Regions from separate parts of the Mus musculus genome. Here all the other regions are linked to region 5. A link is a contact called in public HiCAR-type, HiChIP or PLAC-seq and promoter capture Hi-C data. All regions are on one chromosome and are shown on one strand. The core of a region is the stretch at or near the end of the contact, and the rest is flanking DNA. Distances in the headings are between cores, read along the strand shown.

Region 1 (3,066 bases), core at 268-2,767, 1.9 Mb before region 5:
AGCTCACCTGAGCTCCATCTCAGAGGGACTCTCAGCTTTTATTGCTTACTCTGGTGGGAGGGGCCTAGTGAATCTGGTCAGTTTTAAGGACTTCCTGAAACTCCTTTGAGTTTTTTGATTGGTTTTGTTTTTTTGAGACAGGGTTTCTCTGCATATTCTTGGCTATCCTGGAACTCACTCTGTAGACCAGGCTGGCTTCCAATTCATAAGCGATCTGCCTGCCACTGCCTCACAAGTGGTGGGAATCAAGGTGTGAGGCACCATGCCGCCTTGCTGCTTTTAGTTTTTAGTTTACTATTTCAGAAGCTTCCCCTCAAGTTAGAATGTTTCAAGTTCATAGAATGTTTCAGTCCTTCAGGAAACTGTTGCACAACACCTGGACCCGAGTCCCCAAATTTCTATGTCTTTTTCCAGTGTCCCTACCCACAGCTCTCTATACTTTCCCTTGGCTTTTTATTTCTTCACAACACTTAAGTGCAAATATTGTATTTTGTCTGTCTTTTCACTCTGGAAGCATGGCTGGCTCCAGTGCCGTAGATATTCAGCAAATCTTCTTGAACAAACCTCTAATTAGGGGATTCAATGTCTTGTGTTTTGGTTTCTGCTTACTTATGTCTCACACTGTTAGGTGTGTGTCACGGGCAAGAAGGTAGATATATGTAGTTAGTATAACAAAAGTTATATTTTATTATGCTGAAGGTCATCATGCAAGGTTTACAGTCTAAATTTCTTACAGTCCTAAGCCTGTCTCCCCAAGGTCACCTGTGTCACCTATCTTAGCTTCAGATCAGGTTTCTGATTTGAGGATCAGGACCCTGGCGGGGGGGGGGGGGGGGGGGGGGGAGTGGATTCTCTAGCCACAGAGCAGATCAAGGTGTATCTCTCCAGATGTGTAGAGCAAATCACTGCTTTTGGTCTCTGCTTATATTCTGTCCAGTGGGCATCATGGGGTTCTAGGACTGTATCTGGTTATCTTGCGTGAGTGATGTCACTGAGCTCTGGATCAGGAGCAGCCTTGGATGCTGTGGGATTCCTGCTTAATCTAGTTTTATATGTCTAAAAGGCATTTTTTAAAATTATGCTCATTACAGGGTGAAAGTTTTTTTCTGGGTCTGGGTTATGCTTTTTGGTTTCTGTCCCACTCTGATGGTCTAAGTTCATCAGAGTGCACAATGTGGGCCACGTATTCTTAGAGGTCTGTCTCAGGGGTCCCGTGGTTGGTGTGCAGTGAGTCCTCTGGTCTCAAGCCAAGTCCCTGGTCCCGTGTGAGTTCGTTCTGGACCAGGCACAGCACCAGGACAGTGGGTGGGACTCTGTGGGGTCCTTATGCCTAAATTCCAACCTAGCTCTCTAGAGCTACCCAGCGCTTGGGTCTCCGAGCGCACATGACGTCCCTCCCCCGCAGCCGCAGTGCTCCTGCCTCACCTCGCTGCTTCCGCCGACCCGCGAGACTCCGCCCTCTCTACCAAGAGAAGCCAATCAACACGCACGCCCTTGACTCCGCCCTAGCGCCCTTCGACGCGAACCCTTCCCTCCTCCCACTCGTAGCCCGCCCGTCAGGCAGGAAGGCTGGCAGTGGTTCTACCGGCGGTTAATTCTCTCCTCTGTGTTGTCCTCCTTCCTCGTTCCCGATCGCCGGCGGGGGCGGCTACACGGGCGGCAGCGCGGTTCCTGCGGGAAGCGCAGCATAAGTCGAGCGGCAGCCGCGAAGCGTCGAACCGAACGCGGCGGCGGCGGCGGCGGCGGCGGCTGTGCAGCCAACATGGCGGCGGCGGCGGCGGCGGGCCCGGAGATGGTCCGCGGGCAGGTGTTCGACGTAGGGCCGCGCTACACCAACCTCTCGTACATCGGAGAAGGCGCCTACGGCATGGTTTGGTGAGTATCCGCGCTGGATTTCAGGCCCGGCCTCACGCGGTCACCCTGTGCCCCCTGCCTGTGGCTGATCTGGACGCACCCACGGCCCTTCCCGCGCCTTGGCCTCGCGTTCTGCGGCGCCCCGGACCCCTGGCTTCTTGGCCTTCACTCCTGGAGCCCTGGGGCGGGGTCCTGGAGCCGGTCGAGGCTTAGGTGTTGCTCCTCGTCTTCCTCTGCTGCTTCTCGTTTGCGGTTGGAGGGGCAACCCCGATTGAGGCCAGGACTCGAAGACTCCGGGGCTTGGTCTTAAAGCGCGTACTTTCGAGGCTTCTCCCTCGGGACGGGAACGGAAGTACACTGTGTCTCCTAATTTATAGCATTATAGCCACCGCCTCTTGACATTAGATTAAAGCCAGGAATTGTATTAGATGCTTGTCCGTGGTGGCGGCGGCCATGGTTTTGCAAGACGGAATAATAGGCTTGTGTGCTGAGCACCAAAATATTTTTCTTCTCTTCTGTGTACGTGAACAGCATTCACAAAATATCTTAAGTAGCGCTAATGATGCTTTCTGCCTCGGGCTTAACCGTTAATGACACAGCGTTGGTTGTGGACATATTGAAATCTTGAAGTTTCAAAATGGATTTAAATATACCGATTGTGTTTCAGAAAGGATAAGCCAGCATCACTCTAGAATTATTAAGAAGTATTTGGAGTTAGTCCTAATTTGACTTTAAATTATCCCGTCGTTACCCTCAAGAGTACTCTCTTAACAGTGTGAATGTATCCATATGTTTTAGCCCGATTACTGTGATCGTTTCCCCATAACGTTTCAGTGTTCAAGAATAGTTTTTGCACGATCACTTGCAGGATTTCCTGCATGTGGAATGTTGAAGTGTATTGTTTTAACTAAAACAAGTTCATTTATCGAAGGTCTCTGAGATAGTTTAATTTAACTTAGCTATCTTGAGGAAAGAGAAGACAGCCTTTTTCAGATAAGGTATTGAAAGGAAGTCCTTTTACAGGGCGAAGAACTAGAATCAAGCTTTGCTGTAGAAAGATCCTGTTTTAAATGCTTCAGCTCTTGAGCTATTGCACAGGCCTCTCCTTGATTTAATAATCTCAGGACTTCGGCATATTTTCCTGATGAACAAGTCTATTCAGAAATGCATTAAAATTTGAATAGTCATAATTTTAGAAATGCCAGAAAAGGT
Region 2 (3,146 bases), core at 628-3,127, 1.7 Mb after region 5:
CAGAAAGGCCTGGCTGGCCCTATGATTTGGCACAACCAATGTTTTTAGAGTCTCTGATCTATATTTAAAAAAAAAAAAAATCCTGCCCTTTTTTCCCCTGATATTCCAGAGAGTTTCAGTCTTTCCCGTTGTTTTTCTACCATTGTCTCCACCCCAAACCCTGTATCCTCCTGGGGCTGGAGAACCCTCTCTGATTTCCTGATACATTGGCTCAGTTGCATAGCTACTAATGTCTCAACTCTAAAGTAAACTGGAAGCGCCTAAGTACATTTTATACAGAAAATAGACCACAGTGACTTACAGATACATCTGACTTTACTTGGGTACAAGGGATCAAACTCAGGTCTTAATGCTGAGAACAGAACAAGCACTTCTCAGAGTCCTTTCTCCAGCCCCTGGCCTGAATTTACTGTAAACTGGTTATTAGATCTAGAGGTTCAATTGCTGTTTTGTTTATGCGGAAGTTAGTACAGTCCAGAATGGCCTCGAACTCCCAAATTGCCTGCCCTAGTCTCCTAAATGTATTATACACATATGGGTGTACTCAGTAGCTTACTGAGACCAGAGAATTGAGTACTCAGTAGCTTACTGAGACCAGAGAATTGAAACAAGGTTTCAAATGGCCCCAGAATGGCCTGGAACTCATTTTGTAGCAGTGGGGTGACCTTGATTTTTTTTTTTTTTTCTCCTTAGGTTTTTCTCTTTAACCCTAGTTGTCCTGGAATTCTGTAGATCAGGGTGGCCTTGAACTCAGAGATCTGCCTTTTTCTGCCTCCTGAGTGCCGGGATTAAAGGCTGGTTCCATCTAAGTCCAGCAACCTTGAATTCTTGATCATTCTATCCCTGCCTCCTGAATGTTGGAGTTATTGGCATGCACCGCACCCAGTTTTATGAGGTACCGGGGATCAAACACAAAGCCTCAGGGTAGACAAGCATTTTACCAACTAATCTATAACCTCAGGCATGCTGATAGCTTTTTTAAACTTTAACACCAAGACTGGCAGCTCCCCATTGCAATAATGCTTAAGCTGGATGAATGGGCAGTCGAGTGTTGTCACATGCCTTTAATTCCAGCACTTTGGCGACAGGCAGGAGGTTCAGTTCTTAAGTTAGCTTAGGCTCTCTAGAGAGATTGTCTCGGAAATATAAACGGGTGTAATTTGAGCGCATTGGAATAAAGTTGTCTAATTTTGCAAATTGAGTGTGTGTGTGAGGTGTATCTTTTACAGACACTTGAGATCTGCTTTGTCTGTAGACCCAGGATAAACAATGAACTTATAAAAGGGCTTGTTCAGGTTTTCTGGCAGTGGGTGATGTGCCTTGGGGTGGCAGAACTTCATTCTCAATGACCCAGTTGAACACCTATGAAGTGTGAAGGAACTGAGGACAGAGCAAAGAGGCAAGCAGAAGTGTGCTCCTCACCCAGCTGATTCAACTAGCAGGACTAATTGAAACTGATCCACTCTGGACCGAGAGTTGGCGTGAGTCAGCAAAACGCCAAAGGTGGGCGAGCAGCAGCATGCGCCTGCGGGGAAGGTATCCAAGCTGTAAAGCGACCCCCTCCCACGTTAGCCCGTGTCTAGGCATTTCTCCCCTCGCAACACCTCCCGTGCTCCCCACTACGATAAGCCTCGGGCGATCCTGCCACGCCCCTCGATACAACCTCCACTTTCCAGAAGGCAGCGAAAACCCGCACAGGTGGTAGACGTAGACGGGAAACTGGAACCGCGCAGGCGCGGAAGCTGCCACGCCTGCTGGACTCCGCGGCGCTTGCGTCCCGTTCTACTAGACCCGCCCCCTGGACTCACGCAGACTCTGCTTTCTTACGTCAACCCTGCGCATGCTCCTTGGGATGAGGGGTGCGATTTCGGGGTGGGGAGGAAGGGCAGGGAGGCGGTCCTAGGCCCAAGTCTCACCACGACTGCGCAGATTGGATCCCGAGTGAACATGGCGACTTGCGCTGATATCCTGCGAAGCGAGTTCCCTGAAATTGACGGGCAGGTCTTCGACTACGTGACCGGTGAGCGAAACTGAATTAACTGCCTGGGGAGGCCGAAGTGGAGGTTGTGGGGAAAGACTGAGGGCGGACAGTGCAGCAGACCGCTATCTGGTCTCTCTGCGTGACCTCTTATCTTGAGGGCCAGTGGGGTCTGGTGCCCCGAGTGAGCTGTACAGACACTGAAACTGCTCCTATATCCGCCCTACCCGTTGTCTGTCTTGTTCTGCGGTACCCGGCTCAGGTGTCTTGCACAGTGGCAGCGCGGATTTCGAGTCTGTGGATGACCTGGTGGAAGCTGTCGGGGAACTATTGCAAGAAGTGTCCGGGGACAGCAAGGATGACGCTGGCATTAGGGCTGTCTGTCAGCGCATGTACAACACTCTACGCCTGTAGGTGCCAAGGGAATGAAGTTGATGGGCAAAGAGAGGAGAATGGAGAACAAACGAGGGGGAAGGTCTGAAGGCTGTAAATCTTTTCTCCCAAGTGAGTGCTTTCTCTCTACCTACATAGGGCTGAACCGCAGAACCAGGGAAACAGCCAGGTGCTACTGGACGCCCCCATCCAGTTGTCGAAGATAATGGAAAACTATGGTGAGAGTGAGGGGAGATTGAACTAGCTGCCTTCTGCCTCCACCCCCAGCCACCACCTCGCTGCAGCTCAGGTCTCTCCATCTCAACAACAAGGCTTGTAGGAGCTAGCGGTATTTTTGTGACCATAAAAGCTTGTGATGGAGAACGGGGCCTGGAGGGCTCTCCAAGCTATTGTCTGTAGTAGGAGGCATACAGACCTTGAAGCTGGTTTTGCCAGTTTCGTACCTTAACCAACAGCGTGGTCTTAAAAGAGTACATTGGGCTCTTCTTAAGTGTGAGATCGTTTTGCCCTTTACTTCAAGGCTAATAACTGTCCATTTCAGTGTTATAATGCTATCTTTAAAACTATCCTTGGTTCTTGTTAGTCATTCAAAGTCTTCATTTCCCTTCTCTCATGGAGAAGGTGACTGCTTTTCTTATCACTTACAGACTGTGACACCAAACTTCCAGGACTGCTAAAGAGGGAACAGTCCTCGGTGAGAAGTGGGAAGGGGCTGTGGTGGGTGTGAGAGTTGACCGTCTACTGAATAGTGGGTGTATCTTTGGGCGAGATTTCT
Region 3 (3,147 bases), core at 10-2,509, 1.7 Mb after region 5:
GGTAGCAACACTGACCCCGTGGCGGCGTGGCCCTGCAGCCCCCGCCCGTAGGCACCTCGGCCCCGGGCGGGGGTGCGCCGGCAGCCGCATCGCCGGCCCGTGCTCCTGGCCGCTGCGGGGCTGGGCCCGGAGCCCGCCGCCAGAGCCGGCGCGTCTACACTCCGGACGGAGGCTTCTCCCCCATCCCCTTCAGCACGTCGTCTATCCGGTCATCCTCGATCACCACTGCGCAGGGAGAAAGCGCATCAGCCGCGCGGTCTCGGGGGGCGGCGGCGACAGTGGGGCCGGTGTCCTCAAGCCCCGCGCAGATCTACTCTACTGCCTGTGTTTCCGCGACACGGCTCAAAACCCTATGCCCTCCCTACCCGAACTCTCCCGCGGACCCTACCTGCTACCAAGCCTGGCACCCAAACCTCCCTATGTGGGAACACCCCTCTTCCGAAGACTCCCAATGCGAACCCTCCCGTCACCTGAGCCTTCCTCCATCTAAGCCGACCAGAAACCTCTGCCTTCGACACAACCCCCTCCTCGAACTGAGCTCAGATGAAACTGTCACCTGGTGTAACCCTTTCCTCTACCTGAATCCCTGTTTTGATAGTGCCTTCCTGAGTCCCCTCCCAATACAAACAATCAAGACGACCGAACCCCTGGCCTCGGTGCCCTCCAGTAACATCCACCTACTCATCTCAGCCCAAGGAATTGGCCCACCACCTTGTGTTCCCAGTGCCAAGCAGCCCCAAATACCCTAAGCGGCCCCTCCCCCTTGACCAGGAGCCGGGGCTCTTTTTCCAGAAGTGGAGAGCTTCGAATCCGGGACACAGTATTCCCGGGAGAGGGAAAGAATGGGACAACTCCACAGCAGGGACCCTCCCCACCCCGGGCGGGTACGCAGCTGGCTGCGCTGGTCTGCGGCAAGAGCAGCTGCCACTTGACGGGGAACGGCAGCCTGGGGACGCCAGGCGAAGGGTTTCTGGGTCAGGCGGCGACTCCGGGCCCGGGCCGCGTACCTCTCTTGGCTCGGCCGATCTGGCCCAGCTTGGGGGGCCGCTTGGCCTGGTTGCCAGCGAAGAAGGAGTTGGTGTCCTGCAGGCGGCAGCTGAAAGAGAGGTCGGAACCTTCGGGGTCTGCGCCGAAGCGGCCCATCTTGTCCTCACCGTAGGGTAGGATCTCGGACATGGCGGGCACCGGGCGGGCTAGGGACTGCGGCGGGGCACGGGCAGAGGCTAGCTGCCGGACCGGCCCTAGCTCAGCAGGGGAGCCGGCGGAAGGATGAAGTCATACAGCATCCGGGACTGCGGAGCCGAGCGGGGCCTCCTCCCCCGCGCCTCCGCCTCCCGGGCCGCTGGGCAGGCGGCGGCGGCAGCGGCGGGGACCGGGCGGGGGCGGGGCGGGGGCGGCGGCGGCGGCGAGAGCGGAATGACGATGAGCGCCCGACTGCGGCAGAGAACGGCGGGCGGGGCGCGGTGGAGGCGGGGCGGGAACCGGCCAGCGGAAAGAGGCGGGGCCCAGCGGTTCGAGGGAGTCCGGTGATCCCTGGAGTGGAACGCGCGGCCGTGGGAGGTTCCCGCGAGGTGGCCGGGAATGGCCGCCACGTGGGCCCGGGGGAACCGCAGCGGCCGGTGCAGGCGACAGCTAGGCGGGAGCGGCTAGCCGAGTGCTTAGGGGAGAAGGGGAGTGACGGCACCCGCGGTTAGGGGAGAGCAACAGAGAACTGAGCGCCAAAAGCTGGGGGCGCGGCGGGGCCCCAGAAGGCGACGGCCAGGCTGGCTGTGAACACAGCCCTGGGCTCTGAAACGCGACCGGGAAAGGGCCAACTACGCGTAGAGAGAGGGGAAGGAACCATCCGACTGGAGCGCGGGAAGAGCTCGGGCCTGGGGGTGGTGCCACCGTGCTTGGCGCGTTCCTGTATCCTGGTTGCGCGTAGGTCTCCATCAGTTGGCCAATTTGTATTCGACTGTCTGAGCATCTGTCAGTCTACCTCTGTGTATCTGATCTTGGTCTCTGTGTGCTAGTTTTGAATTTCTGTATCTGTCTGCATACCTGGTCCCTGTATGAGTACCACTGGGTCTGTCCCCCGAGACTGCGTTGCGGCCTTTCAGGGGAAGGATCTTAAACACTGCAACCGCAGCGCGCGCCAGAATAGACTCCCCACAAACCCTAGGACCGCTGTTGGCGCCAAAATCCAGACTCAAAGCGCCAGTCGCTCCACGCGGTTCCCTCAGCCTGGGAGGCTTGCTCTAGCTGGCAGTGTGGGAGAAATGAATGGCAGCGTCGCGGCGGGCGCCCTGGATGCGGATGACGCAGGGAAGCCCGGAGTGCCTGAGCAAGAGGCGCGCGCTAATAAGCATCAGCAGGGACAGGGTGTCCCCCGCCCTTGTTGCTGGGGCCTGGGGTAGAGTTCTCTCCCTCCCCTGAAAAGAACACGCACACTTCCTTTCACCTCTTGCGCCCCCCGCCCCCCCACAAACCCCGCCCCTGCCCTGCTAGCAGTCAGCTGCAGCGTCACCCGCTCTCTGGCGCGAGAGGGCTCTGGCGCAATCACTGGCCTTGGGAGGGAGGGTGTGTCTCACATTCACTCACAGTGACGGGCTGGTAAAGACAATAATGACGCTATTGCTTTTGCCCATGCTCCAAGCAAGACACCTTCCCTTTAGTCCCGCCAAATCACGCTAGTGAGATTGCTGGGTTGCTGATTTTTCTCCCTTCGGGTGTTTAATGCAAAGGTCTCTGCTGTCAGGACTCTGAACAGGGCCTGTGGGATAGGGAAGAGGAGTGATTGAGATTACCTCTGGGGTGTAGCCTAACAGGGGTTCCTTCTAACACTCCTGTACGCCATCTTTTTGGCTGGGAGGAATGGTCCCCAACTGAGCCCTGGGGTGAGAAAGACTGACCCTGACATCTGAAAGGAAGGACAGAATAACTCTGGGTGATCAGATTGTCCAAAACACCTCCTTCCCCTGGAAGTTGCACAGCTATGACTTTCAATCCAGAATCTGCCATTTTCTGAATGACCTTGAATTGAAGGCCCAATAATCGTGTTTTTAAAAATCATTTGTGTTGGTCCTGGTGGAGTTGGCCATTCATCTCTGTGATCAGTCAGGCTGATCTCTGTGAGTCTGAGGCCAGCTGCATCTACACAGTAAGTTC
Region 4 (3,112 bases), core at 404-2,903, 1.8 Mb after region 5:
AATTCCTTAGCAACAAAGCCTTACCTTCAAGTTCTGGTAGGCAACCAAGGACAACAGCAATAGCTTATATTGTTTTAGGAGTCTCTCGGACCCTCCTGACCAACAACTCTGAGGAAGGTTTTCTATGCCTGGCCCTGAGATTGTGTTAGTCGTTGGCTCTTGAGGGGAGCATTATCACCCCAAGTGGTGTAAAAAGTTAGACACTATTAAAACTTTCAACAGGGTCTCATTGTGTAGTTCCTGGCTTGCTTAGAACTCACTCTGTAGACCAGGCTAGCCTTGAACACACAGAGATCCACCTGCCTTTGCCTCCTTATTTAATCCCAAATATTGGGATTGAAAGTATGGGCCACGATGCCTGGCTCATTTCTTTCTTTCTGTCTGTCTTTCTTTCTTTTCTTTTTTTTTTTTTTTTGTTTTTTTTTGAGACAGGGTTTTTCTGTGTCCTGGAACTCACTCTGTAGACCAGGCTGGACTCAGAAATCTGCCTGCCTCTGCCTCCCAAGTGCTGGGATTATAGGTGTGCGCCACCACTGCCCAGCTCATTTCATTCTTTAAGTGTTCTTACAAGAGAAACTTTTTGTACTTCACATAGGCAGAAAACAGACTTAATTTAGGTAGCTTACCAAAACCACACTGCTGGTGCATGGCAGGATTTGTTTCTAATATCATGTTTTGAAAGTTTGAGTTTCCCACATTTTTCCAAGTTTTTATTTCAAAACAATGTATTCCTACAAAATAACTTGAAATATATCCCAACAGCTTTTCATATCCTCTTCATCTGGACTCATCAGCTTCTTGATAAACCTTTTAGGGCACAATTTCCAATTCATCTCCAACATACTAATTGGTATGTGACTGTTGATTATATATATATATATATATACATATACACACATATATACATATACACACATATGTATACATGAAATATACATACTAAATATTTATATACCATACATATGGTATGTGCCTGATATATGTATGCATGTATGTACGTATGTATGTATTCTTATCTGTGATAGAAGTCATAGAAACAGAAACCGGTAGACATTTCCTACAGAGGACTATACGGCTATAGAACAGGCAGAGCAGCAATGGGCTGTTCAATCTCTCTCCAAAGGCTGAAGAAGTCATTGGCAGTGGAAATGGATGGTTATGCCTAGAATCCAAGATCTACACGCATCAGCAGCTCATGTCTGTAATGAAGTTATTCTCTGCTAGAAAGTAAGTTCGAGGCTAACCTGGGATAATAAATAAGTAAATTTCATCTTCACTTTGGGGGAAATGGTTTGCGGTTACTATTCCACAGTAGTAGTGGCATAATTACACCGAAGTCACACAGACTCGGTCAAGACTTGAAGAGTTTTGAGCTCATAGAAATCTCCTACAGAGGACTAAAGCAAGCATGAACATGTATGGACGTCCTGTCTTCAGGATGACCTTCTCATCGTACCATGCATCCAGTTGTGGTGAAGCTACAGGATCGGAGAGCTAGGCATCTCTGCAGTCAGACCACCCTTGCACGCACAGAGACACCCTAACTCAACAGTAGCCGTTCGGGCTGGAAGCCGGAACAGTAATTCCCGTCCTGCTCCAGAGGGCGGGACTCGGGATCCGCAGGGCGCTTCCGGTCTGGAGGACAACGCGCGTGGCCTTCTGGGAAAAGGGGCGGTGCGAGCAGGTGCGCGCGCAGCAGGCCGGCAGTAGTGGCGGAGATGGAGGAGGGTGGACGAGACAAGACACCCGTGCAGTCCCAACAGCCCTCCGCGACAACCCCCAGCGGCGCGGACGAGAAGTCGAGTGGCAAGGAGCGAAGGGATGCCGGGGAAAAAGACAAAGAGCAGGAGCTGGTGAGGCGCAGCCTGGGGAGCCCGAGGAGGAGGCCTTGGGCTGAGTCACTGCTGGCTCGAAGGCCTCGGGCCCGACTCCGTACTGCCCACCGCACCGGGGAGACTCAGGATGGGGCGACCCTTTCTTTATACCCTGCCCGCCCCATTACGCACTGTCACTCCCTGAGGCCCTCACCATCACATCGCGGTTCTTTGGTTATTTCCTAGAATGGCTTCCAAGCAGAGTCTGCCTGGTTCCTAAGGTAGACAGCCTTTCCTATAGGGCTGCTTCCCTATCCCACGCCCTCTTCTTGTCCATAGACATTCACACTCTTCACCTGTCCCGGGGTAAGTGGGAGGAGAATGTGATTCGGGTCCCCACTTTTGATGAGCTTCTTCCCCTAACCCTCCAGTCTGAGGAGGACAAACAGCTTCAAGATGAACTGGAGATGCTCGTGGAGCGACTCGGGGTGAGTCAAGATGTTACTACAGGGGGAGTATAGTTGATGTTTCTCATTTGTTTACTCTATTTCATTTTGAGGCAACAATTAGATACCACATATTAGATATTACGATAATTTGAGGGAAGAGTTACAAAGGGTATTTAAATGGGGTCATGGGTCTCAGGTCATTTACAGGGGTTGAGGCATCATGAAATAGGAGCCAGTTATGTCTTTGACCAAAGCATTGGTTAAGTATGTATGGGTCGTGATGTGGAGAAATGTGACTCCTTTTGGTCTGAGCATTAACATCCCCTATTAGGAGAAAGATACATCTCTATATCGACCAGCTCTGGAGGAACTGAGAAGACAAATTCGTTCTTCTACAACTTCCATGACTTCAGTACCCAAGCCTCTCAAATTTCTGCGTCCACACTATGGCAAATTGAAGGAAATCTATGAGAACATGGCCCCTGGGGAGAATAAGGTAATTCAGAATATGGCTGGGACCTGTCCAGTTGAATAATTCCTTTTTTAATGCTAAGTCACTGAAAGCCTAGTGGACCCCATCTAGCTGGAAAGTTCATCACAGTGAGACTGATTCTCCAGTGGAAAGCCTGAGAATGCTTCTCAGCTCCTTAGAAGTTTCTGCTTCATTATATCTTAAGATTTTCTTAGCACGATGTGTTTCTGACTTAATTTAAAATTTTTATAGTGTGTGCATATATGTGTGTGCCTGAATGCATGTGCTTGTATGCATGTGCATATGCATAAGTGTCACGCCTATGCATGCCTAAAGACCCTCGGTCTTTATAGTTGGTTTTGGGATGTCTTTTTGAT
Region 5 (3,207 bases), core at 493-2,992:
CTCAGTGAATCAGAATGAGCAGGGAAGAGCAAGGCCTATGGAAATACAGAAGTTAAGATATGCCCTTTGAAACACATAAGACTCCTTAAATCTAGCTGCTACTTATTTAAACTACTCAAGTAGCAATACATATATGCTATGCTATCATAGTACAGAGCTCCTTCAAAGGACAGAGGCATCCACTTAAATTTAACTATTAGTTCCACAGACTGAAATCTGCTTGCTAACCCAAGGTTGGGCACTCTTGCTTTGTTTTGGTCATATGCATACACGTGTTTCTCATACCCCAAGAGCTAAGGGTTATGCTGGATTTTACCTCATGGGGATGAGATCCCAGAAGGCCAGTAAGGAAGCTCTCTGGTGGGTGTGTCTGACGTGTGCCTGGCAGGTTCCAGGGATCCTGAAGGAGAGAAGGGTATGTATAAAGATCTGGGGAAAGAGAAGGCACATACACATAACTATAGGTCTTCCTAAAACCCGGAGGATGTTTGTAAGTATCTATTTTGTATTTTTTTCAGACAAAAGTCTCCCTAATTCGGGCTATCTTGCAACTTGAGACAATTTTCTTGCCTCAGCTGCTCCACCATGTCTAGTTCATTTGTATTAGGCCAGCAAGGTCAAAGTGAGGAATTTACAGAACTCTGTTTCTCACTGGGGCAGAGCCTTTACTTGCTCTGGCAGGATCTTCTTCTTCTTCTCCTTCTTCTTCCGTCTCTCTGTTTCTTTCTGTCTCTCTCTCTCTCCCCTTCTCTGTCCCCTCTCTTTCTCTGCCTCTACTCTCTTCTCAATTCCCCTTCCCATACCCACAAATAAACTCTATTCTATACTAGACCTGTCTAGTATATGACTGGTACCTCGAGGAAGGAAGGAGGGATGCTTCAGTGTGGACCACTGAGTAAAGTACCCCCTCCCACTGTACTATACGTCCCTTCTATAAAACATATCCTTGGATTTTTAAAAACACATTGCTCTTCTTCCTTTTTTTTTTTTTTTTTTTTTTTTTGGGTTTTTTTGAGACAGAGTTTCTCTGTAAAGCCCTGGCTGTCCTGGAACTCCCTTTGTAGACTGGGCTGACCTCGAACTCAGAAATCCGCCTGCCTTTGCCTCCCAAGTGCTGGGTTTAAAGGCGTGCTCCACCACGCCCGGCGTCTTTTTCTTCTTTTTAAAAATGGGGTGTAATATAGCCAGGTTTGTATGCAGCTGTTACGACCTTGACTTTCTGACCTAGCCTCCACCTCCATAGTGCTGGGGTTGCAGGAGTAGGCCACCACTTAAGCACGACTTAGGCTTCACACTTGTTAGGCAAATAGCCTGTTAAGTGAGTACACTTCCAGTTCGGATTTTCATCCGCAACAGATGCGGTAGGCTCATGCCCAGAAATAATCTGCGAGCACTAGCGAGCAGCTACGGGGCAAAGCCCGCGCACGCGCCCTGGGTATTCTGCCACCCGCGGCTACACTCACCAGCTCCGAGGCCGCAGAGCCCGCGCAGCACACAGCATCACCCCGGTAGCCATAGTTTTTCACGCCACCCGCTGGCGGGCAGCTTCCGGGAGCACGCCCCTGGGCGGTCCGACCTGAGGTACCCGGTCGGGTCTGGCAGGCCTCGGCCCGGAACTCGCGGGTCTGGGATTCCGAGAGGCGGGCCCGCAGCTGGCCCCGCCCCCGACGCAGCCCCGCCCCGGGCAAGCAACGGTGGCTTCGCCGCGCCCTTTTGCGGGCGTCCCGCCTTCTGTGGATGCTGCGGTGTTTTCCTGCTCTCTGCTCCGCCTGGCCTATGTGTTTACATCTATGAAAACGCCCCGCTCTTCTAATAAATGCGCCCGTCTGGCCCCCTATCCTTCACCAGCCTAGTTCTTTTATGCATGCAATCGAGCTCAGGGCCCGCTGCCGTCTGCCGCTAGATGCATGCTGGCGCCCGCCCGGCTGGCGCTCGCGAGATGCCCAATAGCGCGAATTGATGGATGGCGGAAGCTAGTTACTAAGCTGGACTCGGAGCCGCGGAGGTAGAACTAGAGATCTGCACACCACCCTGGTTCTGCATCGCCGGGCGGGATCTCAAGGCTTTGCCAGCCTGCTCACACCGACCCTCATCGGCGACCACATCAGTGGCAGCGGAGTATCCCCGTCCTCCCCCCCCTGTCTACCGAAGAACCGAGGCGGCCCGGTCCGCGTAGGGAGCGGTTTCCCGCCGGGGCGATTTGGCAGGTGCGCGCCGTGACTTCCGGCGTTGCCCGGGAGCCGCCGGAGGAGGAGCGGCGCAGGGGATGCGGCTGTGGCGGCGGCGGCGGCGGCCGAGCGCAGGAGGCGGCTGTGGCGGCGGCTGGGGGCACGGGCCGGCGATGGCGCGGCGGCGCTGAGGGCAAGGGTGGGCGGCGGCCGGAGGGCGGGCGGCGCGGGAGGAAGCTGCGGCAGCTCCATGGCCCAGGCGTGCTGAGGGACACGGCTCTGGCTTCAGCCCGGCAGCGGCCGAACAATGAAGCTCTTGAAGCCAACCTGGGTCAACCACAATGGTGAGTGCACGCAGGAGTCGTGGGCGGCCGAACCTGCATCGGGGTGGGGTCTGGGATTGGCTTGCGGCGGTGCTCAAGTCCTGCCCACCTTGTCCAGACGCTGGTGCCGGGTGCTGGAGCTGCAGAACGGGCAGGAGCAGACTTTGTCCCCGGCTCTGGGACACCGGCGAGCCCGGGCACGTGCTTCGGGCTGGTTGCAGCGAAGTCCGCCTTTGCCTCAGGCAATGGCGCTGTGTCCTGCGCCGCCCACCCTTAATCTGGGATGCCTGGCTCTGGTGAGCCGGCTTGGGTACCGACCTGGTGCTGCCATCCGGCTTCACCATCCAGTATGTGCTCAGATGGTTGTGAGTATGAAACTGGGGCGACATCCCCCTTGTGGCCTTTCAGCGGCTCGGTGAATCTGCATGAGATACTTACTGGCTGTATTGCCCTTTCTGAGGCCTGGAGTTTGTGACAGTGCCCCCACTCGGGCTATTGCGATCCTGGAATGGGAAGGGCCTGGGCTCAGGTCCTACGGAGGACCACGAAAGAACCACGTTTAATGTAAGGATTGGGGCTTCAGATGACTAAGATTGGGGCCAGTGGTGCACAGGAGACAAGCGACTTTGGATCCGTGATAGTGACTTCAAATAGCAGATTCCTACACCCTGGTGGAGAAAGCAGCCGGTGGCATCCAGTTTTGTCGAGAACTACTG
Region 6 (3,185 bases), core at 192-2,691, 1.8 Mb after region 5:
TTCTCAGCAATGGTGGTCATGAGTCATCTCAAAGCTCAGGACCCCTGCTTCTTATGAGGTCAAGGGACACTCCATGGGCGTGGGTGGTGGTGGTGGGGTACCTGGCTAGATCCAGCTGGAACAAAGGTTTCAGTTCTCACACCCATTCCTGCTTCCTGCATCGGCCCTAAAGCTTCAGTCCCCAGGGTGGCAAAAAGCCACCTAAGCCACCTTTTCCAACAGGGTCTCCTGAGGAGTTCTTGTCAATGTTGGGCTTGAGCTGTTAAAGGCAGGGGTTGGGTTTGATTACTTCCTACTGTCTTTAAGCTAAGCCTGGGACCATGTACACAGCAGGGACCCAGGAGGGTGTTGAAAGTAGATAGACATGTGGATCAAGTTCAATAGTATAGATGGTGTTCAGAAAGAGCACTGGGCTGCTGTAACTTGGACTCAAGTGGTAAGTGAAGAAAACAAAAACGTGTATGCAGAAGTGGGTAAGAGAAAGGACACCTGGGCCAAGCACCTGGTGTCATTGTCTTCTGCAGGCCACCAGTCTCAGCCAGAAACCAGCAAGCAGCTTTCCAACACTCTGAACCCACAGCCTGGCGGATCCCGAACCTCAGTTTCCATAGCTGAGAAAGGCTGAGGCCGGGTTAGGGTAGGCCATCTGTCCTCACACTTTCCAGGGCAACCTGCAGCATTGGTCCCGTAGGGCAACCCTTGGGTTTCACTTACCAGGGTCTGCTCGTACTGCAGCGCTCGAGGCTCCATCCCTTCCCCCGCCGCCGCCGCCGCGGCCGCCGCAGCCGTTGCAGCCGCCATCTCGGTGCACTGTCCTCTTGCCTCCCTCTGCTTCTCGGCCTTGACTCAGCTCCCGGCCCGCTGAGCCCGCGCCCGCACCCGTCCCGTCCCCTCAGCCCAGGCGGCCGAGTGCAGAGTGCGACGGGTCCCCGGGCGCGCGCCGCAGGCTCAGCCTCCCGCTAGCGTCTCCTCCTCGGCGGGCGGGCCGAGGGCGGTGCCCTGCTTTGCTGCTCCGCCCCGGCCCATCTGCAGGGGCGTCCCTGCCCGGCCGGGGTCTGCATTGGGGCCGCCTCCTGGTGTCCGGAGAGGCGGCAGGGGGCGCTTGAAACACGATCTCGCACCCCTTCGCCACGGAGGCCCGGGATTAACCCAGCGCCCTGAGGGTGCGGGGGCCGGGCGGGGGCGGGTCTGCTGGCACGTGGAAGGGACGGGCTCTCCCGCGGCTGCAGCGTTGTGCGGGAGGGGCTGGAGATGTGGGGACTCTTGAACTGGGGTAGGGGGCTACTGACAAAAGCTAATTCGGGCTCTCTAAGCCAGACCGGACAGGGGCAGCCTCTGCTTCACACTTTCAGGCGGCTCAGACGCATCTGGGAGGATGCCCGAGAGCCGGCTCCCTCCTTGCCTCCCTTTCTCCTTCCTTTCCTCCGGGTTCCCCCGGGAAGGTGCACCTGGAATGGCTAGGCCTGGAAAGAGGGGCGGAGGTGGAGGTGGGAGGGGACGGGAAGGGGTGAGGCCCGAGGGAAGGGAGCTATTGGTGCGGGGGAGGCCGCTCCTGGGAGGCGGGTGTGTGTGTGTGTGTGGGGGGGGGGGGGAGCAGAGGTCGCTCCTCCCAGGCACCGCTTAAGGGGGAATTTGAGTAGCTGCTGACGCCCTGAGGAAACGGCCTACTGAGGCTCCACATTGTCTTTCGGGGTCCTGGGAAGGACAAGAAGAAGGTGTCGAGGGCACAAAGAGGATGGGCAGCGTTAGGTTGGAGCCACTGGAGAGGACAGTGTCCAGAAATCTGTGGAGAAAGAATAGTACCAGGATGAAGACTCATTCAAGAAACAAGAGGGTGCCCAGCACAGGGGCTGTAATGAGAGGAGGTAGCACCTAGAAAGAAGGTATTGCGAGCTGTCGCCTCCCAGTGAAAGGCGCACTTCAGTGTCCAGAAGAGGGTGGTATAGTGGGGTGACAGGCAGTACCAAGTTCAGTTGGCAGTGTTCTAGGGGATCAGTGTGAGGCTAGTGCCAAGCAGGGCCAAGGGAAGACGGGAGTGGCGAGGAGGTGAAGCCCCAGGGGAGGGCACAATGCGGGCTTTCCTTTCCCCGAGAGTGACATCATGGCAAATTCCCAAACCGGACGCACCCGGCTCCGGTGATGTCTAGCTGGTCCGAGCCAGCTCGCACCAGCTTTGGGGATCTTGGTGACAGTCTGAGGGGCTGGGCACCGGGTCCTGGAGGGCTGGTGCTCTGCGGGCGGGGTTCTGCTCCACCTGCCTGCAGCGCGGACTGTGCCCTCGGCCGGCACGCGGACTTCAGGGAAGGGCTAGGGCCGGGCTTCTCTGGGCCAAGGATCAAGGTTCCTGGCTGGGTTAGGCCCCCAAGCTTTCCACGCTTTGGGATCCACAGTCTGAAGAGGGCGCCGTCGAGCCGGGCGCAGCGCGGTACCCCGTCGGAGGTGGGACTTAATCTGTCCCCGCCTTGGACGGAGTCACCGAGTTTTGAGACTCGCCCACAAGGCCCGAGCACCTCGGAGGTGGCCCTTCCCGGCGGAAGTGAAGAAGCCCCGAGAAGGAGGCAGCGGAAGTGGCTGCGTGACTGCAGCCCGTGCGCACGCGCCCTCGGCCTCGTTGCCGCTTTTGGGGCGGTACTCTGCCCTGTCTTACTTTTCTCCACGTGAGGGGGTGCGCGAATCCCCAGTGGTGGCCGCGCGCTCACATCCTCTGCAGCTTTCGTGCCCTTCGCGATGGCGGGCATCCTGTTCGAGGATATTTTCGATGTGAAAGACATCGACCCAGAAGGCAAGAAATTTGACCGAGGTAAGCGGTGTCGGGGCGGTAGGAGGGAAGTGGCCAACATGCCCACCCACCCCAAGTGGCTGGCCCGCCCCACCCTCTCGGTACCTCCCTCAGGAAACAGTTTTTTTTTTTTTTTCGTGAATGAGAAACTTGAGACAGCTTTTTCTATTATATTTGCGGTGCCTGGTGCCCGGTGGGTGGCCCTTAGCTGGGTGCTGGCATACCCCTGGGAACCTTTCTAACTCCCTACACAGTTATTATGTGCTCTACCGTGCTCTGAACTTTATTCTTGGAAAAAGTAGATGGTGCCTTATCTCTTTTGTTACCCCAGGTCTTGCAGCGAGTTACCTACCTGCCTTCCTAACCAATAATTTTGTATTAGCCTAAGAACAAGTTAGCTCTTTCC
Region 7 (3,036 bases), core at 439-2,938, 1.8 Mb before region 5:
TTATCTACTATAATGTCAGTGTTCTGGATAGCTCTGGATCACAGGAGACAGCATTCTTCAGGACCACCAGCATCCCCTTACCTGGCTTCCTGCCACCATAGAAATGAGTGTACTCAGCACAAGTGATATACCTGAGGAAGACAGAGCATGTGTTACTGGGTCCTGCCACGGACAGGACAGAAGCTGTAAAAGTAACTTATGACAGAACGCCCACTCACTTGTCAAATCACATTAAACATCTGCATTGTGTGGCACATAAGAAGGACAAAAGATGGAGAGATAAAGAAACATCAACAGCACCTTGTCCAGAAGGAAATGAACTGGACTTATAGACTATCTGACAGGAAGAGCTAGGCACACAAAGCTCTGGGGAAGCCCTTTACAGGAATAACACTTACTGAGGCTGGAACAGGACAAGCTGAATCTGTTCCAGAAAGGAGACAGCAGAGGAAGAGTGTGATGAGGTACGTAGCAGCAGAAAAAGACACAGAAGCAAGGACAGCGGCCGAGTCAAAAATGAGTCAAAGATCAAGGAGAGTACTCTCTATTTGCCTAAGTGTGATGGGAAGCTGGTGGGTGATTTTGAGCAGGACCCAGACATGATCTAACATAGCTCCAGTTGCTCTGTGCGGTTGTTCTTCTGTTAGGATGAGAATTGTCTTCAGTCTATATATAGTAAATCAGGGACCCACTATGTAACCACTGAGCTAGGATAAGAAACGGCAGGCTTAGGTGTGAAAATTATCAAGTTCCCTTTTAGCATACTAGTTTTGAAAAAGCTGTAAGTTTTCCAAGTGGAGAACTGAGTGAAAGCTGCTGACTTAGTGCAAGAGACTCTTTGAACAGATCCACCACAGGGATGAAGGAAACACCCCCGAGGTCTGGGACAAGGGGAGGGGAAGCCCAGCAAAGAGGAATGAAATAGAGATCATTCGCAGATTAAATTACTAAGCGCCAAGCCTTTAATCCTAGCACTCGGGAGGCAGAGGCAAGGGGATTTCTGAGTTCGAGGCCAGCCTGATCTACAAAGTGAGTTCCAGGACAGCCAGGGCTACACAGAGAAACCCTATCTTGAAAAACAAAAACAAAAACAAAAACAAACAAAAAAAACTACTAAGCGCATGTAAGATCTCACTAAAGGCTACTTTTGGAAAGGGAAGAAGCCCAAGGACTGAAAAGCTGGATACTAGATCTGGCAATACAGAAGTCAAAGATATCCTTGCAAGCAGCTAGGGGCGGGGAGCATCTGAAGAGACAACAGAAAACAGAAAGTACAGCAGCAGCAAATGGGAGGGGAACATGGAGCACGACCCGCCTATCTTCAACTTGAAGGCTGTCGCCTGTGTGTAGGCTCTCAGACTAGAGCCAGGACGAAGCGGACAACCAACTCAGGGGCAAAACTCGTTCGCAGAAAGGCTAGGGGTAGGGAAATCCCGGAAGTTAGTTAGTCCGGCGGTAGAACGCCCTGGCCCGCGTAGGCTGCACTGAGGGACGAGACCGCGCCTGTGAGAGCTGAGGCTTTCAGATGATAGCCTTCAGCACGGCGACGAGCTGAGACGAGAGACGCGACCCAACTTACATCTTGTCCTTCTGGTGCTGTCGCTTCCCCATGGTGGCAACAAACCGAAGAGACCACAGCAGACACTGACTATGGCGCCTCCGCTTTCTCAACTACTTCCGGAGATCGACGCACTGGATCCCGGAAGTTGGAAGAAAGCATTCTGGGAATTGTGGTTTCCAGGTGTCCAGGTGCTGGGTGCAGGCACCGTGCTAGGCTGAAGCTTGCTAACTTTGAGTAGAATCCACTTTTCCTGTCTCCCACCATACTGCGTTGCCTCCCCCAAGCCCTCAAAAACTTTTCTATGCACTGTCTGGCTACTTGTTCAGTCCATGCTATGCTAGGCAGACTCACTCAGACTCACCTCCTTTGTATCTAAAGATCTTCAACCTTTTTCACCTTCTCTAAAGCCATGTCCATGTGTATACTCAACTCTTCTCTCGTTCGGTCCCCACGCCCTTCAGGCCCATCAGCTGGCAGATGACCAAGCCCTCTCTGCTCCTTCTGTGGCCAGATCTTTGGTCTGGGTCTCATGTGCCGGGAGAATGGGTCCCAAGTCTCCTTTTTTTTTTTTTTTTTTGGTATTTCGAAACAGGGTTTCTCTGTGTAGCCCTGGCTGTCCTGGAACTCACTCTGTAGACCAGGCTGGCCTCGAACTCAGAAATCCGCCTGCCTCTGCCTCCCGAGTGCTGGGACTAGAGGAGTGTGCCACCATGCCCGGCCCCAAGTTTCCTTTTTAAAATTGTGTGTGTGGTTAAATAGTGGCCATGCCACAAGTGTAGAGCTCAGAGGACAAGTGAGGAGTTGGTTCTCTTTGCCAGACTTGCACAGCTCTTATTTGTTAAGGCATCTCTCCACCCTAAGCTGGGTTTTTGTTTGTTTTTGTTTTTTGAGACAGGGTTTCTCTGTGTAGCCCTGGCTGTCCTGGTGCTCACTCTATAGATCAGGCTGGCCTGGAACTCAGAAATCCACTGCCTCTGCCTCCCAAGTGCTGGGATTAAAGGTGTGTGCCACCACCGCCTGGCTGATCAAAGAATTCTTAATTTCCTTGTTCCAAATCTCCACTTTGATGCTAAATGGTATGTTCCATACCCTAACCCTAACCTCCTGATAAGATCTTCAACCAAATAATTTTAAGATGTCTTGTCAAATTCCTACATAAACATAAAACATTAGAAACCCCCTAGCCTTGCAGTTTGGGGGATATTAAAAAAAAAAATTCTCCTTTGAGACTATGCTCTCAAATCCTACTTTAGGGAGATAACCCTGTCTAACTGAAAATGCAACCAAAAAATCTGGGTCACTGGTCTGATTCTCATTTGGCAGGATTAACAAGGACCACCATCCACCCAGTTAGCCAAAGGCAGTCATCCTGTCAGCTTCTTACTTCATAACTTCTGCCTTCCAAATAAATCTTACCTCAAAAGATCTTTTAGCCCAGTATGGTGGTGTACACTTGGGAGGCAGAAGCAAGCAGA

Evidence for each region. Promoter capture Hi-C pulls out the DNA fragments that hold promoters and counts their contacts. HiCAR-type assays count read pairs that join an accessible place to other places. HiChIP or PLAC-seq counts read pairs in DNA pulled down with a chosen protein or histone mark. Capture Hi-C pulls out chosen DNA fragments and counts their contacts.
Region 1: an H3K27ac HiChIP or PLAC-seq map of embryonic stem cells shows a contact between it and region 5, with 3 times the contacts expected there. The contact joins the promoter of Mapk1 here to the promoter of Hira in region 5. A contact is called at or near these places in 2 of 39 promoter capture datasets (cranial neural crest and maxillary cranial neural crest) and 1 of 115 datasets of contacts at active chromatin or transcription factors (embryonic stem cells).
Region 2: a promoter capture Hi-C map of adipose tissue shows a contact between it and region 5, with 2.3 times the contacts expected there. The contact joins the promoter of Abcf3 here to the promoter of Hira in region 5. A contact is called at or near these places in 4 of 39 promoter capture datasets (embryonic stem cells, hippocampal neurons, liver and 1 more), 1 of 115 datasets of contacts at active chromatin or transcription factors (large pre-B cells) and 2 of 9 other capture datasets (adipose tissue and liver).
Region 3: a contact with region 5 is called in a HiCAR-type map of astrocytes, with 4 times the contacts expected there. The contact joins the promoter of Camk2n2 here to the promoter of Hira in region 5. A contact is called at or near these places in 3 of 39 promoter capture datasets (embryonic stem cells, liver and pre-B cells), 1 of 484 Hi-C or Micro-C datasets (B cells), 2 of 115 datasets of contacts at active chromatin or transcription factors (astrocytes and large pre-B cells) and 1 of 9 other capture datasets (liver).
Region 4: an H3K4me3 HiChIP or PLAC-seq map of pro-B cells shows a contact between it and region 5, with 7 times the contacts expected there. The contact joins the promoter of Psmd2 here to the promoter of Hira in region 5. A contact is called at or near these places in 1 of 39 promoter capture datasets (embryonic stem cells), 1 of 484 Hi-C or Micro-C datasets (erythroblasts) and 1 of 115 datasets of contacts at active chromatin or transcription factors (pro-B cells).
Region 6: a HiCAR-type map of astrocytes shows a contact between it and region 5, with 7 times the contacts expected there. The contact joins the promoter of Clcn2 here to the promoter of Hira in region 5. A contact is called at or near these places in 3 of 115 datasets of contacts at active chromatin or transcription factors (astrocytes, large pre-B cells and thymic regulatory T cells) and 2 of 9 other capture datasets (adipose tissue and liver).
Region 7: a contact with region 5 is called in a promoter capture Hi-C map of cranial neural crest. The contact joins the promoter of Ppil2 here to the promoter of Hira in region 5. A contact is called at or near these places in 1 of 39 promoter capture datasets (cranial neural crest) and 1 of 115 datasets of contacts at active chromatin or transcription factors (astrocytes).

What each region holds. Positions count from the first base shown.
Region 1 is chr16:16,981,865-16,984,930 of GRCm38.p6, forward strand. Mapk1 (mitogen-activated protein kinase 1) reads left to right here and starts at 1,518. Exons shown (of 9, transcript NM_011949.3): 1 at 1,518-1,875. The coding sequence starts at 1,763.
Region 2 is chr16:20,546,726-20,549,871 of GRCm38.p6, forward strand. It overlaps Abcf3 (ATP-binding cassette, sub-family F (GCN20), member 3), which reads left to right and starts at 1,878. Exons shown (of 21, transcript NM_013852.2): 1 at 1,878-2,020; 2 at 2,241-2,388; 3 at 2,510-2,589; 4 at 3,019-3,065. The coding sequence starts at 1,948. It also overlaps the pseudogene Gm15760.
Region 3 is chr16:20,620,019-20,623,165 of GRCm38.p6, forward strand. It overlaps Camk2n2 (calcium/calmodulin-dependent protein kinase II inhibitor 2), which reads right to left and starts at 1,260. Exons shown (of 2, transcript NM_028420.2): 1 at 1,008-1,260; 2 at 1-225. The coding sequence starts at 1,176. The coding sequence ends at 155. All of the region lies in intron 2 of Eef1akmt4-ece2 (Eef1akmt4-Ece2 readthrough), which reads left to right.
Region 4 is chr16:20,649,999-20,653,110 of GRCm38.p6, forward strand. It overlaps Psmd2 (proteasome (prosome, macropain) 26S subunit, non-ATPase, 2), which reads left to right and starts at 1,654. Exons shown (of 21, transcript NM_134101.2): 1 at 1,654-1,853; 2 at 2,246-2,302; 3 at 2,595-2,759. The coding sequence starts at 1,719.
Region 5 is chr16:18,875,008-18,878,214 of GRCm38.p6, forward strand. Hira (histone cell cycle regulator) reads left to right here and starts at 1,743. Exons shown (of 25, transcript NM_010435.2): 1 at 1,743-2,512. The coding sequence starts at 2,476. It overlaps Mrpl40 (mitochondrial ribosomal protein L40), which reads right to left and starts at 1,630. Exons shown (of 4, transcript NM_010922.2): 1 at 1,464-1,630; 2 at 317-400. The coding sequence starts at 1,516.
Region 6 is chr16:20,715,195-20,718,379 of GRCm38.p6, forward strand. It overlaps Clcn2 (chloride channel, voltage-sensitive 2), which reads right to left and starts at 1,442. Exons shown (of 24, transcript NM_009900.2): 1 at 715-1,442. The coding sequence starts at 801. It overlaps Polr2h (polymerase (RNA) II (DNA directed) polypeptide H), which reads left to right and starts at 2,632. Exons shown (of 5, transcript NM_145632.2): 1 at 2,632-2,800. The coding sequence starts at 2,728.
Region 7 is chr16:17,109,564-17,112,599 of GRCm38.p6, forward strand. It overlaps Ppil2 (peptidylprolyl isomerase (cyclophilin)-like 2), which reads right to left and starts at 1,689. Exons shown (of 21, transcript NM_001252444.1): 1 at 1,580-1,689; 2 at 82-131. The coding sequence starts at 1,611.